Linked DNA regions of Pan troglodytes: region 2 is linked to region 1. The links are chromatin contacts, called in public Hi-C maps. All regions are on one chromosome and are shown on one strand. Each heading gives the region's core, a stretch centred on a gene start, on an enhancer-like site or on the middle of the called end of the contact. The rest is flanking DNA. Distances are from core to core; before and after follow the strand shown.

Region 1 (7,064 bases), core at 904-3,403:
GGAGCTGGCCATGCCGAAGAAGTAGACCAGGAGGAAGACGATGGTGCACAGTGCAGGGCCCGTGGTCTCGTAGTGGATGTGGTTGTGCTCGCGGCTGCAGGCCACGCTGGCATGGCCCACGACCAGACGCACCAGGAAGCCCAGCGACACGCACAGGTAGCAGGCTGACAGGAAGATGATGGGGCGCTCAGGATAGCGGAAGCGTTCCATGTCGATGAGGAAGGTGGCCACTGTGGTGGACGTGGAGATGAAGCACAGCACCGACCACAGGCCTATCCAGAAGGTGGCGAACGTGCGCTCGTCGGCACTGAAGGACGGCTGGTAGCAGGGTACCGCGCAGTTGGGCACCTGGCCCGTCCGCACCTTGTTGTAGAGCGGGTGTGACTCCTTCAGAATGGGCACGAAGGGCTCGCGACACTTGCACACGAACGGGCCCCCAGCGGGGCATTCGCCCCCCGAGGCCGGCGCCCCTGGCGGGCCTGGAAGGGTGGGCTTGGCTGGGAAAGGCCTGGGGGGCGCCGTGGTGGCCTCGCTGCGGTTGTAATCCATGCAGAGGACCTCGGCGTCGCGGCCCAGCACCGGGAGGCGGTCGCAGCTCATGCGCTCGGGCCAGGCGAAGCCGTACTGGCGCATCAGCGGCGAGCAGCCGGCCTTGGCGCGCTCGCACACCGAGCGGCAGGGCGGCAGCGGCTTGTGGTAGTCGGGCAGACAGATGGGCGTGTACATAGAGCATAGGAAGAAGCGCAGGTCCGGCGAGCATTGGATCTCCACCAGCGGCCAGAACTGGTGCACCTCCAGGCCCGCCTCGTCCTGCGTGTCGTGGTTGAACTGGTTGGGCATGTGCGTCAGGTTGTAGCCGATGCCGCGGCACATGGGCACCGTGATTTCCTGGCACACCGGGGCCTTGGACGCGGCGGCCGCCCGGCCCACCAGCTGCGCCAGGAGCAGCAGCAACAGCGAGGGCGGCGCGGATGGGTCAGGCCGAGCCATCGCCCCCTCCCTCCCCTCGCCTCCAGCAGCCCGCGAGGGACGCACACAGGCAGAGGAATCCGGGCCGGGGCTTCTCCCTCCGGCGTCTCGTGTGTGGCGCCGGGGCTGGCAACCTGTTGGTTGCTTTTTCCTTTAAAGAAAACCGTCCAAAGATAAACTGCTTCGGGAAGGCGCTGCCTCCGCTGGCAGCGCTCCGCTCCTCGCCGGATAGGGCTGGGGAGAGACGGTTAGGGCTCGGATTCCAGGGAAAGGACTCTTTAAAAAAGAAGGGGGAGAAGAAAGATTGCAACCACTCCCTGTTGGAGAGGCGTCAACAGTTCGGTCCCCGCGAGCTGTCTCCAAATCTCTTAAGTTAACCCCTTTCCTTTCCTCCCCGCTCCGCCTCCTGTAACCAAACTACTGATTCCCCCACCCTCTCTTTCCAAGCTGGGCCTTTCAGGCAGTGCCCGGAGACCAGAACCCTCAGCTTCCCGGAAAAGGGCACAGGAACCGGGAGAAGAACAGGGAGAAAGGGAAGGTTCTCACCTCCACGGATCCCGCCGAGAAGAGCAGACAGTCCCCAACCAGCCTGGGTCCTCCGTCCCTGGGTCACTCCGCTGAGAAGCGCGACTCAGAGCCGGGCTGGCGCCCGGAAAGTTTAGCGACAGGCTGGGTACCCGTGGCAGCGGCACATGGCAGCAGGTGGGGGCGACTCAGAGTGGGGGGCGCCCCCAGAACAGGGGCGGCGCAGGCCGGTCACTCGCCCTCTCCTCCTCGGGAGCCCCCCGCATGATCCAGACGGAGCCGGGCAGGGGCAGGCCGTGCGTTCTCCCCGGGGCCGGGAGCCGGACGGAGGGCGAGCGCGCCTGGCAGCACCTGGGCGGGAGGAACGCGGGAGGCGGGGGCCGTGGGACCCCGCCGCCTCACAGCACCGCGAGCAGCCGGCGCTGGCCGGGCCGGGACTGCATGGTGAGCGCCGGCCGCCGCGTCCCGCCCGCCGCTCGCTTCCTCCCCTGCAGGGGGCTCCGCGCTCCAGTGGACTCCTGGGGGCGGTGGCGACGCTCTCGGGACGTGCCCTGCTCGGCTCCTCCCCCGCGCTCTCGCACCCTTTCGCCCACCTCTGGCGAGCACGGAACCGCGCGCGGCGGCGACCACAGCGGACTCACGGCCGCAGGCTGGCTGCCCTCTCCCGCCCCGCCCGGGTCACCTGCTTCTAATGCCCGCCGGGAAGCCCCGCCCCGGCCCCGCCCCCTCAGGCCCGGGCGCGGTTGGTGGGCCGCCTCGCCACGCTCTCCGCGCGTCCCCGCCCACTGCCCCGCGGGCTCGGCCTTTCCCCCGGCGCCTTCTGGCCCCTCCAGGAGCGGGCGGCCAAGGAGCGCTGACAAATCGCGGGCCGGGAGGAGATGGGGGCGGGGCGAATGCTAATCATGCCGCTCTGGGCACCCGGGCGGGAAGCCCTTGCCAGAAGTCCCTCCGGAGTTCTCTGCCCGCGCCCTGGGTGCAGGACTCGCTCCTGTAACTTCCTGGCTTATGCACCTTTGCTCCCAGGGCCCCTGCCCTTTCTGCCTGCAGCTAAGCGTCCTTACAGAGTTCAGTGCTTCTTTGAAAGAACTGCTCAAGGAATCATTCTTAGGCGTGGCTGTCTCCCTTCTGCGCTGTCTTGGATCTGTGTGAAAGAAGAGAGGATACTTACTGAGCCCTTTACTGTGTGCCCAACAAAGTGTTAATCGGTTACATCCTTTTTTTTTTTTTTTTGAGACGAGTTGTTCTGTCTCCCAGGCTGGAGTGCAGTGGCGCGATCTCGGCTCACTGCAACCTCCGCCTCCCGGGTTCAAGCGATTCTCCTGCCTCAGCCTCCTGAGTAGCTGGGATTACTGGCGCCCGCCACCACGCCTAGCTAATTTTTGTATTTTTTGGTAGAGACGGGCTTTCACCATGTAAGGCTGTTCTCGAACTCCTGACACCGTGATCTGCCCGCCTCGGCCTCCCAAAGTGCTGGGATTACAGGTGTGAGCCACCGCGCCCGGCCCGTTTACATCTTAAGACAAGATCTCACTCCTTACAACAATTCTGAGGCAGGTACTTCCTACAGGTGAAGAAACCGAGACTGAGACTTGGCCAAGGCAACCGAGCTAATCACAGTTCCCCCAAGAAAGGGCGACCTCGGCAAGCAAGTTCACCTCCGTTTTCCGATCACCTGGCACATAGTAGCCGCCCAAATGGCAACCCTGGGATTCGAACCCAGGTAGTTGGTCAGCGGCACTCACCATCGTAGCCGCCCCTCCCCCCATACCATCGCAGCCTCCCTGGCTTCGACCTTTACTTTTGCATCTCTTAACAAAATCTTGTTGTGACAAGAAAATGGATTTCTTTCTGCCTTTAGAAGACCCAGAAAGATGTGAGTCCTTTATTGGTCGAGGTTTATAATCCCAGGCAGTTCCGAAGTCGCCCGCAGAGAGAAGCGATACCGACCCAGGGTTCTGTGCTGGGCAGGGCGCCGGCCTCCCCGTCCCCTTCCGTCCCCGGCTGCCTGCTGCTAAGCCGCGCACTTGCGCGCCGCGGGGGGTCGGAGGGCGCACCGATGGCGGGGACACGGCGGCGCTCTTCTGTTGCGCAATTATGCTACAAGTTTTAAATGTCCTAAAAATGCCTCTTTTCTATGTGTTGTAATTAGATTGGAAGACTGAGGTATTTAGCATACTTGAAATACATTCACACGCCTAGGAAGAGGGTTTAAATTTTTTCCTTCTCCCCAAACTTTTCCTTCCACTGGGCAAAGGGCGAAAATAGGCAAGAGGGCCTGGGGACACTTGAAGGGATAGGGACTGGACTAACTGGACTAGATCCAGATCAACCGCGGGTTACTGTCCATCTCCTGTCCGGGATCCCATTGCCACAGGTTGGAAGAATAAATTGCGGAAGTGCCACTCCCCTCCTGCGTATCAACAACGCTTTGTGGGCAATAATGAAGAACACGTGTGTTAATCCCAGCCTCCAAGTTAAAAAGGAACAAATATCAATCACTTCGCAGATATCAAAACTATTAATAAACGTTTAAAAGGCCGGGCGCCATAGCTCACGCCTGTAATCCTAACACTTTGGGAGGCTGAGGTGGGAGGATGGCTTGAACCCAGGAGTTTGCAGACCAGCCTGAGCAACATAGCAAGACCCCCCACTCTAAAATGCATAATTAAATAAATGAATAAATATACCTTACATCTTTCTTTCTCTGGAATTCTACAGGTGTTCATATTTTATCTCTTGTGTTTTGGAATTACTTGCCACTCTGGGTCAGGAAGCATCCCGGGGTTGAAAATAGTGGGAGTTGAAAAGCTGTGGGCATAGCAGTGAGCAAGAAAGGGAAGCCCTCAGTGGAAAGTATGTGCAGACTATGAACATGCCAAGGGAGGCCCATCTCATTCTGTGCTCTTTATGCAACGTGTGTATTACTGGGGATGGACAAGTGTTGGCTAATAATAAAAATTATGTGAAGTTGGAGAATGTTAATCACTCACACTGGAATTTAGCCAGAATATTTGTGTTATTTCACACGGTTCTGTCAGAGGCATTTGAACCAGAGTGACTCCATCTTGGATAGGGACTGGGTAAAATAAGGCTGAGACCTATTGGGCTGCATTCCCAGGAGGTGAAGACATTCTAAGTCAACAGGGTGAGATAGGAGGTCAGCACAAGATACAGGCCATAAAGACCTTGCTGATAAAACAGGGCGCAGTAAAGAAGCCGGCAAAAACCCAGCAAAACCAAGATGGCCAGGAGAGTGACCTCTGGTCGTCCTCACTGCTTATTGTAACTTAATTATAATACATTAGCATGCTAAAAGACACTCCCACCAATGCCAAAGCAGTTTACATTTTACAGATGCCATGGCAACCGTCAGGAAGTTACCCTGTATGGTCTAAGAGGGGGAGGAACCCTCAGTTCCGGGAATTGCCCGCCCCTTTCCCGGAAACTCATGAATAATCCACCCTTTGTTTAGTATATGATCAAGAAATAACCATAAAAATGGGCAACCGGCGGCCCATGCCGCTGCTCTGTCTATGGAGTAGCCACTCTTTATTCCTTTCCTTCTTTTTTTTTTTTTTGACAGTCTTGCTCTGACGCCCAGGCTGGAGTGCAGTGGTGCAAGCTCGTCTCACTGCAACCTCTGCCTCCTGGGTTCAAGCAATTCTTGTGCCTCAGCCTCCCAGGAAGCTGGGATTACAGGCCTACGCCACAACACCCTGCTAGTTTTTGCATTTTTAGTAGAGTCGGGGTTTCGCCATATTCACCAGGCTGGTCTGGAACTCCTGGCCTCAAGTGATCCGCCCACCTCGGACTCTCAAGGTGCTGGATTACAAGCATGAGTCACCTCGCTCGGCCCTTTCTTACCAAACTTGCTTTCACTTTACTCTATGGATTCGCCCGGAATTCTTTCTTGCACGAGATCCAAAAACCCTCTCTTGGGGTCTGAATCAGGACCCTTTTCCAGTAAAGGTTCTGAAGCAAACAATGTTATCTACTGGTTTGTAAACCTTTTCTTCATCAACAGCAAAATCTTAATTTTACTTGGAGATCTCTAATAATAATAGTGATAGCAGAAAACTTTATAGAAAGAAACTTATTTCAGCTGGGCAAGGTGGCTCATGCCAGTAATTTCAACGCTTTGGGAAGCTGAGGCAGGAAGATCACTAGGGCCCAGGAGTTCAAGACCAGCACTGGCAATATAGTGAGACTTCATCACTAAAAAAAAAAAAAAAAAAAAAAAGGAGCGAGACATTTTATATTGTATATGTTTTTGTATTGTATTGTGTTGCTTTTTGTCTATATTTTGAAGGCACTTTAAAATATGCTGGCTGTTTAAGATGTATTAGGCAGGGTGCTAGACCTCGTTTAATCCTCAGATGAAGAAACTGGCGCTATAATGACTTTGATGACTTGCTTGAAGTTATTTATTTAGTCTATGGAAAGAGTCAAAAACTTTCACACACCATGATGATGACAGTTCAGTAACAACATACTGTAAATGAAAATTGCTAAGAGAGTAGATTTTAAGTGTTCTCACCACACAAAAAAAAATGAAAAATATGTAGAGGTAATGCATATGTTAATTAGCTCAATTTACCCATTCTAGAATGTATACATATGTCAGAACATCATGTGGTACATCATAAATATATACAATTGTTATTTGTCAATTAAAAAATAAAATATCTCACAATTTTCACCTGAGTCATACTTTATTACCCAACAAACTAGAAAACACTGAATTTTGTTGTTGTTGTTGTTGGGGGGACAGGGTCGTGCTCTGTCACCCAGGCCAGAATGCAGTGGCACGATCTTGGCTCACTGCAACCTCTGCCTCCTTGGCTCAAGTGATCCTCCCACCTCAGCCTTCTGAATAGCTGGGACTACAGGCATGCATCACCATGCTCAGCTAATTTTTTAAAAACTTTTTGTAGAGACCAGGTCTCACTATGTTGCTGAAGCTGGTCTTGAACTCCTGGACTCAGGCAATCCTCCCACCTCAGCTTCCAGAAGTGCTAGGATTACGGGTGTGAGCCACTGTGCCTGGCCAAATTTTTTTAAAGATGCAATGTTTAAGCATTTAGAACATTGTTAAGCATCCTTGTCTATTTATTCACTCATGTATCTGTCCATCTATTGATTAATCCATCCATTCACCAAACGTCAAATTTCTGAGTTGAAGACACTACTGCCATACAAAACATAATTTGACAAAGCCAAACTCATGAAATTCAACTGAAATTATTGTCCAAATTGTGTTTATTAATTGATGAAAATACAAAGGATAATGCTAAATATTCCATCTAATAGGCGTGTGACATTCCATAAGTTTTGAAGTATTGGTTTTGGATTTTTGCCATCAGGTAACAGTTACATCATTTTAAAACTTTCTAGGTTTGGCTGGGCACACTGGCTCATGCTTGTAATCCTAGCCCTTTGGGAGGCTGAGGCGGGCAGATTGCCTGATCTCAGGAGTTCGAGACCAGCCTGGGCAACATGGTGAAACTCTGTCTCTACTAAAATACAAAAAAGTAGCCAGGCATGGTGGCGGGCGCCTGTAGTACCAGCTA
Region 2 (6,739 bases), core at 1,614-4,113, 130 kb after region 1:
TGGAAACCTCCTCAGCCCTCAAACATCTGAATAGATAGTGCCTTCTGGTTATCCTTCTAGTCCCTTGAAGACCAACTGTGGGTGTGGTGGGATGGCTAGTCCAAGGCATCAAGGGATGAAATTCTACTGGACATCACCAAGTGGAACAGAATCATGAGCAGCTTTGACTACAAGTTCCTGGCACATAGACAGAGTGCAAGAGTTTGACCATAATCAGTAAGAATCTAGTCCGTTTCTGAGAAAATGTGACCTTTCAATTTCAGGGGTAACATGGCTCCTGATACATAGTACATGCTTAATAAATATTTGCTGAGTGAATAAATGAATAGGGAGAAAACACCCAGCGAGGGGCTTGGTGACAGAGTTGGGCTCACATTTCAGGTGCACAGGTGGGATGGAAAGATTTAAAACTCAATTCCTCATTCTTGCACCTCAAGGCACATCCCAGAATCTTTCATTTCTGAGGGAAGTGAAGCGATACCGTTTTACTCATTCTACGAATGTTTTGTTGAGACAATTTATCAGAATAATCCTGAAGCATGCAGACAGTGTTAAGAAATGTCACAGTTGGTAGTGAAAATTTTCTTTAGCTTGCCCCCATGGAAGAAACACTGTAGATCAGATCATTAGAGTGGTTTAAGGTTACCATGGCCTCAAAGTTCTCTTCCTAGTCCTCTCTCTCTGGCTCATGATTATGGGCCAAACTTTTAACTTACAGTCATAGCCTCTAGGAAGCCTTCCCTGATGGCCAAGTTACTGGGTGTTCTGGTTACTATTACTGCAAAACAAATTACCCCAAAACTTAGTGGTGAAAAAAAACCAACGAACAAAAACCTAGTGGTGCAAAACAACCATTTTATTATGGGCTCACACATTTTGTCGGTCGGTCAGGACTCCAGGAAGGACACTGTGGAGATGGTTTGTTTCTGCTCCATAATATCTGCAGCCTCATCTCTAGCCTAGGTGAGAAGACTTGAAGGCTAGCAGCTGGAATCATGTGGGGCTGTCTTCACTCATCTCTCTGGTGGCTGATGATCGCTGCCAGCTAGAGCAACTACCATATGAGACCTGTTCATGTGGTTGTTCTATGAGGGCTAATCTGGACTTCCTTACAACATGGCCACTGGGTTGCCATGAATGAGCATCTCCAGACAGCACCAGGTTGGAGATATATCACCTTTTATGACTTGGCTTTGGAAATCACATGGCATCACTTCCATAGTCACAGACCTGCCCAAATTCGGGGAGAAGGAACACAGATCTCACTACTGAATAGGAGGAGCATCAAAGTCACAGTGTAAGAAAGACATGTGGGATGGAAGGTACTGTTGCAGCTATTTTTGCAAAATACAATCTGCCACACACTTGGTCAGATGTATTCCCCAAGTACCCTAGGTTCAACTCCGCTGACTTCAACAATGCCTATCTGCCTCTCTCATCAGACTGTGAGCTCAGTGAGGGAAGGAATTGTGGCTTAATCACCTTTGCCTCCTCTGTGGCTAGCTCAATGATTGGCACACAGAAAGCATTCAATCAATACACACTTGTTGAATCAAACTGAATAGAAATGAAGAACCAGAAAGACTCCTGGGGCCCTTTCATGATGGCTGTTGGTGGCATAGGTTTCTACCACTGGCAAGACCGATGCTAACCTTACTCTATATCTTTAAGTAAATGTTCTTTGAAAACAGGCCCTCACTTCGTCAGTATTATGATTACTCTTTTAAAATAGGAAACAACAAAAACCCAACAACAACAACAGCACTCAGATGACTGCATGCCAAGGGACTCCCAGGAAAGTGATTTCAGCACTGACTAAACACCATCCAACTCCACAGCTGCAGCCTCAACCGGTATTGTTGTCTCTACCTGAGGGGCTCGAGTTGGCTCCTGGAATCCTTATCTCAACTGAGCTCCTTCTCACCTGGGCAACAGGGCTCTCTATCCACCACTCACAACACACAGTCATCTTTCTGATCTGGCTTCCACAAAAGGCAGTGACTTTGTCCTTAGCGCCACACATTTGCTGCCACATCCTGTGCCGAGCTCCCCCGATCCTTCAATCATCTGTGGATCAGGTTAGATTTGGCTGTAGTGCCTGGGTCTGCAGAACAGAAAAGTCAGCTTGCATAAAGAACAATCTGCACCAGCACCTTGCTAATCACCTGCTTTAACCCACTCAGCTAACTGGCCCCATCACCAAAACACCAGAAAACTAGTAGTTATGCTCAGCAGGTAGTAAAGACATCAAGACTGAAAGTGAGAAGTCAGAAGACCCAGCTCCAGTCCTGGCACCTAGCAGCAGTTGTCACTCTTCCCGTTCCCCTCCCTGTACGATGTGAAACACACTGGGAGACCGAGCATGAGGCATGAACTGTTCGGCACCCACTCAAGATACACCTGCTCTCTTGAGAAACAGCACTTTTCCATTTGCTCTGCTGCCTGTCTATCAAAACTTCAAAGAATAACACTCAATCCCTTCCTCCTCCCCAGCAAGATCTTAGCCTGTGCATTCATTTTTTGAAAACCCACTTGCTTAAAAGGCATAATTTGTTCCCCAAATAACTTATAGTCCTCTTTCCTAGCTCATTAATTGGTTGGAAGAGCCGTGGCTAAAATAGTTAACAGAGATTTAGTGATGTTTTAATGGAGGCCTCGTTCCTGTCTCGCCCCAGATTATGTTCAGTGGTTTCTGAAGGCAGTGCCGGCTGCAGCAGACACAGGCACTTGCCATGGAACAACACAGGCGAGCTGTCACGCTTTGTTTTTCTGCTTGTTAAATCCGAATGCCCCTAATTAGTTATCCTCACCACTAATGCCTGGGTGGACAATGGTGTAGGGATCAGGGCTGCTGAGAAGCTATGAATACAAGTTCCTTGGGCTCCTGAGGCTTGGGACTGGTGACTCGGTTGTGGGCACTGAGGCGCTGTGTTCCTGTGAGCTGTGGATTCAAAGATGTCAACCCCTGTGTGAATAAAGGTCATCACCTGTTACTTCTTTGGTGAAAGGGCAGCTGTGCTGGGTGCCCACTTAGGCTCGGCCTTTGTCTGCTGACTCTGTGAAGAGCGTCCATAGAGAAAAACGTTCTCTGATAATGGGTTTGTTTGGTGGGGCAGGGCCGTGCAAAATAACTCACATCACTTCCTTGAAGAAGAATTCAGTAAAGTATGTTGTTTAAAAGTGGCCTTGAAATACCTTAAACATTGCCTTTTCGTGATCTTACCAGCTAGAAAACAGTTGAGGTAAGACCACTGTTTGAATTATTTCTTTAGGGGCCAATTCCAACAAATGTTGAGGTCACACGGATGACAATTCCTAAGCTCTGTGGGTATGCTGGACTAGCAAAAAAGTTAACTGAAGAGTTAACTGTTCAGGATATGGAGTGTTCAGGAAGTTTACAACACTAAACAACTCCCCATTATTCTGACATAAGCAGAGATTTTTATTTGGTTTTAGAATTCTGTGCATTGTTATTTCATCGCCAGCTTTTCTAATTTTGTTTTGTTTAGCGGCTAATGTTAATCAGTTTGCTTTGCTTTTCAGGGGAGAGAGAACCAGTGAGTTCACGATAGTATATGTATGAACATATGTACATATACACCCTGTCACCCATCCACCCACCCATCCATCCATCCATCCATCCATCCATCCATCCACTGAACATTTCTATGTTGCATAAGTTACATTAGTTGCTTAGTGTAAGTGTGTATTGCTTTAGTATAAAACAAACGGTTTAGGCAGTGCTAGGCAATTCCAGAAAGGTAGTGTACATCTGGTCACTCCTCTCTCTTTTCATGGCTCTTGAGTGCTGTGGGTCCTCCCACCTGGCATCCTTCCCACTTCACAACTCTTTAGTAAGTACTCCAAATTCCAGACTTTCCTGTCCTTTTTCTTTCATTAAAACTTATCTGTGGAAATGTCTCCCCGCCCCCAATACCATGCCATGTTTTCAAATGAATTTCTGCCAAAATAATAATTTATTTTTCTTGGGTAATATATTTCCTATAAACTAGAATCTAAACAGCCTTCACCTAAAGGTAGGGTCTCATTTGGAAATTTAGGGCCCAGGGAAGGAAAATAATGAGAAAATTAGCTCCTTAGATTGTCTCACAAGAGGGGTGTGTGTGTGCGGGGGTGAGGTGGTGGGCAGTGGAGGGAGTGGGGGGGGCCTACTCTAACCAGCCACCTCACCCATGGGATCATCCAGTATCCTTTCTCATGAATCGCCACAAATAGAATCATTCAATGCTTAACTTACATATGCCCCCAAAGGTGAGTAATACCAGAAGAGTTAGTCATTAATATACATTTTAGGTTTTGTCACAAGAGCACAGGTAGCCAAAATTTAAAAGTAAAATCTGACCTTTTCTTTCAGCAAGTAGAAGGAACTTTAGAAGAATTCTCCTATCATTTACACAGTCCAAAGACTGACATATTAAACCAGAGTTCTGATTTGCTCCTTAAGAACAACTAAGAACTCTTGACCATTTATTTATATGTACTAATGTATTCTACTGGTAAAATCTGGAACCTTTTCATCAGTGTTAAAAGTGCCAAGGGGATGTGAGTAAGGAGATGGTTTGTCACATACCTAACAGGGAAAGCAGATAGCTGACACCAAAAGTTAAGGCATTGAGAGTTACGGTACAAGTCTTGCCATCTCAGGTGAGCATATATTTTTATTGCATTCCTGTCTTAAAGCCTTCTCATGGATTTGTGATAATGCTGGATAGACTGAAAATAACAAAACACAAATTCTATTCTATTTATCCTTCTCAAAGTAGCTAACCAAGGAAAAGCTCTTAAAAAGCAGTGCCTCGTTTCCCCATTCAAAACATGCACCAATACTAGTCCATGCATCCACACACGCTGAGTTGTTGCCTGCTACTTCCTTTATAAGGAAGTACTTGGTCACTTCAAAAACCACCATGCATTCATACCTCCTCAAAGAAAGTTTGTAAGATTTTATTTTTTAAAAAATGAGCAGTACCTTCTGTTAAAGTTATATTCAAAGAGTTTGGATTGAATATGTTTTTCTAACAATATCTAGTTTGCAGAACAGAAATTCACCTGGAATTCTAAACACAAGAAATGAGTAAAGGAAGGCCATGCTCCCTGGAGCTCCTAGGATCTGGAGAGCCTCTGCCTGTGTCTTATGCTTCTTCCTTGGCCCTGCTACTAGGCCAGGTTTACTTGGCTCCATTTTACACGTTATGGCTAAACGCTACCAACTGACTGTAGTCAGATAATGACTACATTCAACTACTACTTTTTCAATGTGCAAGTCATACCAGTGAGCAATTCAATCACTGGTCAAACAAACAGACAATTAGGGACTCAGTCTGAGTATTAATTTTGCCAATAACTGGTACTCAGTGAACAGTGAGCAGGAGACAATCGTTCCCAGAACAACTGGAGGGAATCTCCTTTGTAAAGCAATTGTCAATCCTTGCTATTTCTTTCCTCACATCTAAATGTACAATAGTAAGGGAAAATGCATGCAAAGAGGACAGTAATTCAAATAATGAGAAGGGGGAAAACTGTCTTGAATGTAACAAAAGCAGCGGTAAGGTAGCTTGAAATCTTCAGCCAAATTGTTAAATTGAGTCTATCTGCTAAAATTTTAGGCATTGTTACTTATAAACATAAAACCAGACAGAGGACAATAAGATTGCAATTTTTTTGGTACCAGAATTCTTTCAGCATTTTTAAGTATTATTAGTGCTTTGTGTACTATATTATTTTAAAATTATCTCTAAATTATAAATCTCCTTTCACCATGTTTATTAAATTCTTACCTATTTTTTTTCTTTTTGAAGAGGAAAATGTCTGTTTTGCTTTTTAAATAAGAGCTAATGGGAAAAATCAAATTAACTTAAGAGAAATGTGTAGACAGGAACCTGTGCATTTAAGAAGAATATCTGCATTATTGTTTTTTCTGATTTATAACTCTTGAGTCACTTGCTTTAGTTTATTTTCCTTTCCCCTGCAAAATCTGAACATTAAAAGCCCCTTTTCTCTAGTTACTTGATATGACAGACAGGTCTGCTTTTACAGAAACCTTTAGCAGTGAGGAGAAAAATCAAACAGGGAAAACAATTTACTCTAAAACGCCTGAAACTGACAAGAAGCAGGATGATGAAGGAGTCCAGAAGAGGCCAAAAAGGCCCAGGACGCCATAAGGCTGGTGGTTGGGTCAGTTAGGTAGGGTTTCCCGATACCACCACATGCCCTTTCACAAAGCAATGGTATTTTTTGTTCTTTCTCCTTGTGTCCTTTCCATTACATATTTGCAAGAACAATTCAGATCTAGAAAACATGCTTGTTATTTACTTAGAAACCAAGGAAAGATGAAGCTGGGGATGCCCTTCAGTGCTGATAGCCAAGATGCAGACAGATCAAAAGCTAAATCCAATTTAACCCACCTCAGGCAGAAAAAGTAATCGAATTAAACTTCCTTTAAATATGATAAGTTTGGGGCTCTTAAAGCCAGGCACAAAGAACCAGGTTAGAGTGAGCTGTTAAGTAAATGGATGCATTGAGCTCTAGCTGCCCCGCCCACAGGGTGTTTGATAAGCTGTTGATTGCCTCCATCACTGAAAACTGATTAAGCTGCTTATGGGGCTCCAGGGGCTAATGGCCTGGCCACCAAGAATACCCCTGCCACTGATTTAAGTAAGCTGCTTGGCATGTATGGTTTGATTATTAAAGGAGGAAAAAAAGAAAAGGGGGTGGAGAG

What was found. Hi-C and Micro-C count contacts between places; a contact is called where the count stands out from the background.
Region 2: a Hi-C map of stem cell-derived neural progenitor cells shows a contact between it and region 1, with 3 times the contacts expected there. The contact joins the enhancer-like site here to the promoter of FZD5 in region 1. A contact is called at or near these places in 2 of 7 Hi-C or Micro-C datasets (induced pluripotent stem cells and stem cell-derived neural progenitor cells), 1 of 1 datasets of contacts at active chromatin or transcription factors (stem cell-derived excitatory neurons) and 1 of 1 other capture datasets (stem cell-derived neural stem cells).

Annotation. Positions count from the first base shown.
Region 1 is chr13:110,003,886-110,010,949 of NHGRI_mPanTro3-v2.0_pri, forward strand. FZD5 (frizzled class receptor 5) reads right to left here and starts at 2,154. Exons shown (of 2, transcript XM_063790696.1): 1 at 1,516-2,154; 2 at 1-1,245. The coding sequence starts at 990.
Region 2 is chr13:110,134,713-110,141,451 of NHGRI_mPanTro3-v2.0_pri, forward strand. The region is part of intron 6 of PLEKHM3 (pleckstrin homology domain containing M3); the gene reads right to left. Among named protein-coding and RNA genes, the nearest start is that of FZD5, 130 kb to the left of the region's middle. Within about 2 kb of position 2,864, at least 12 of the 24 cell types and tissues checked have an H3K27ac peak or open chromatin away from gene starts, as enhancers often do. A contact at or near this core is called in stem cell-derived neural progenitor cells and stem cell-derived neural stem cells, where this site is marked.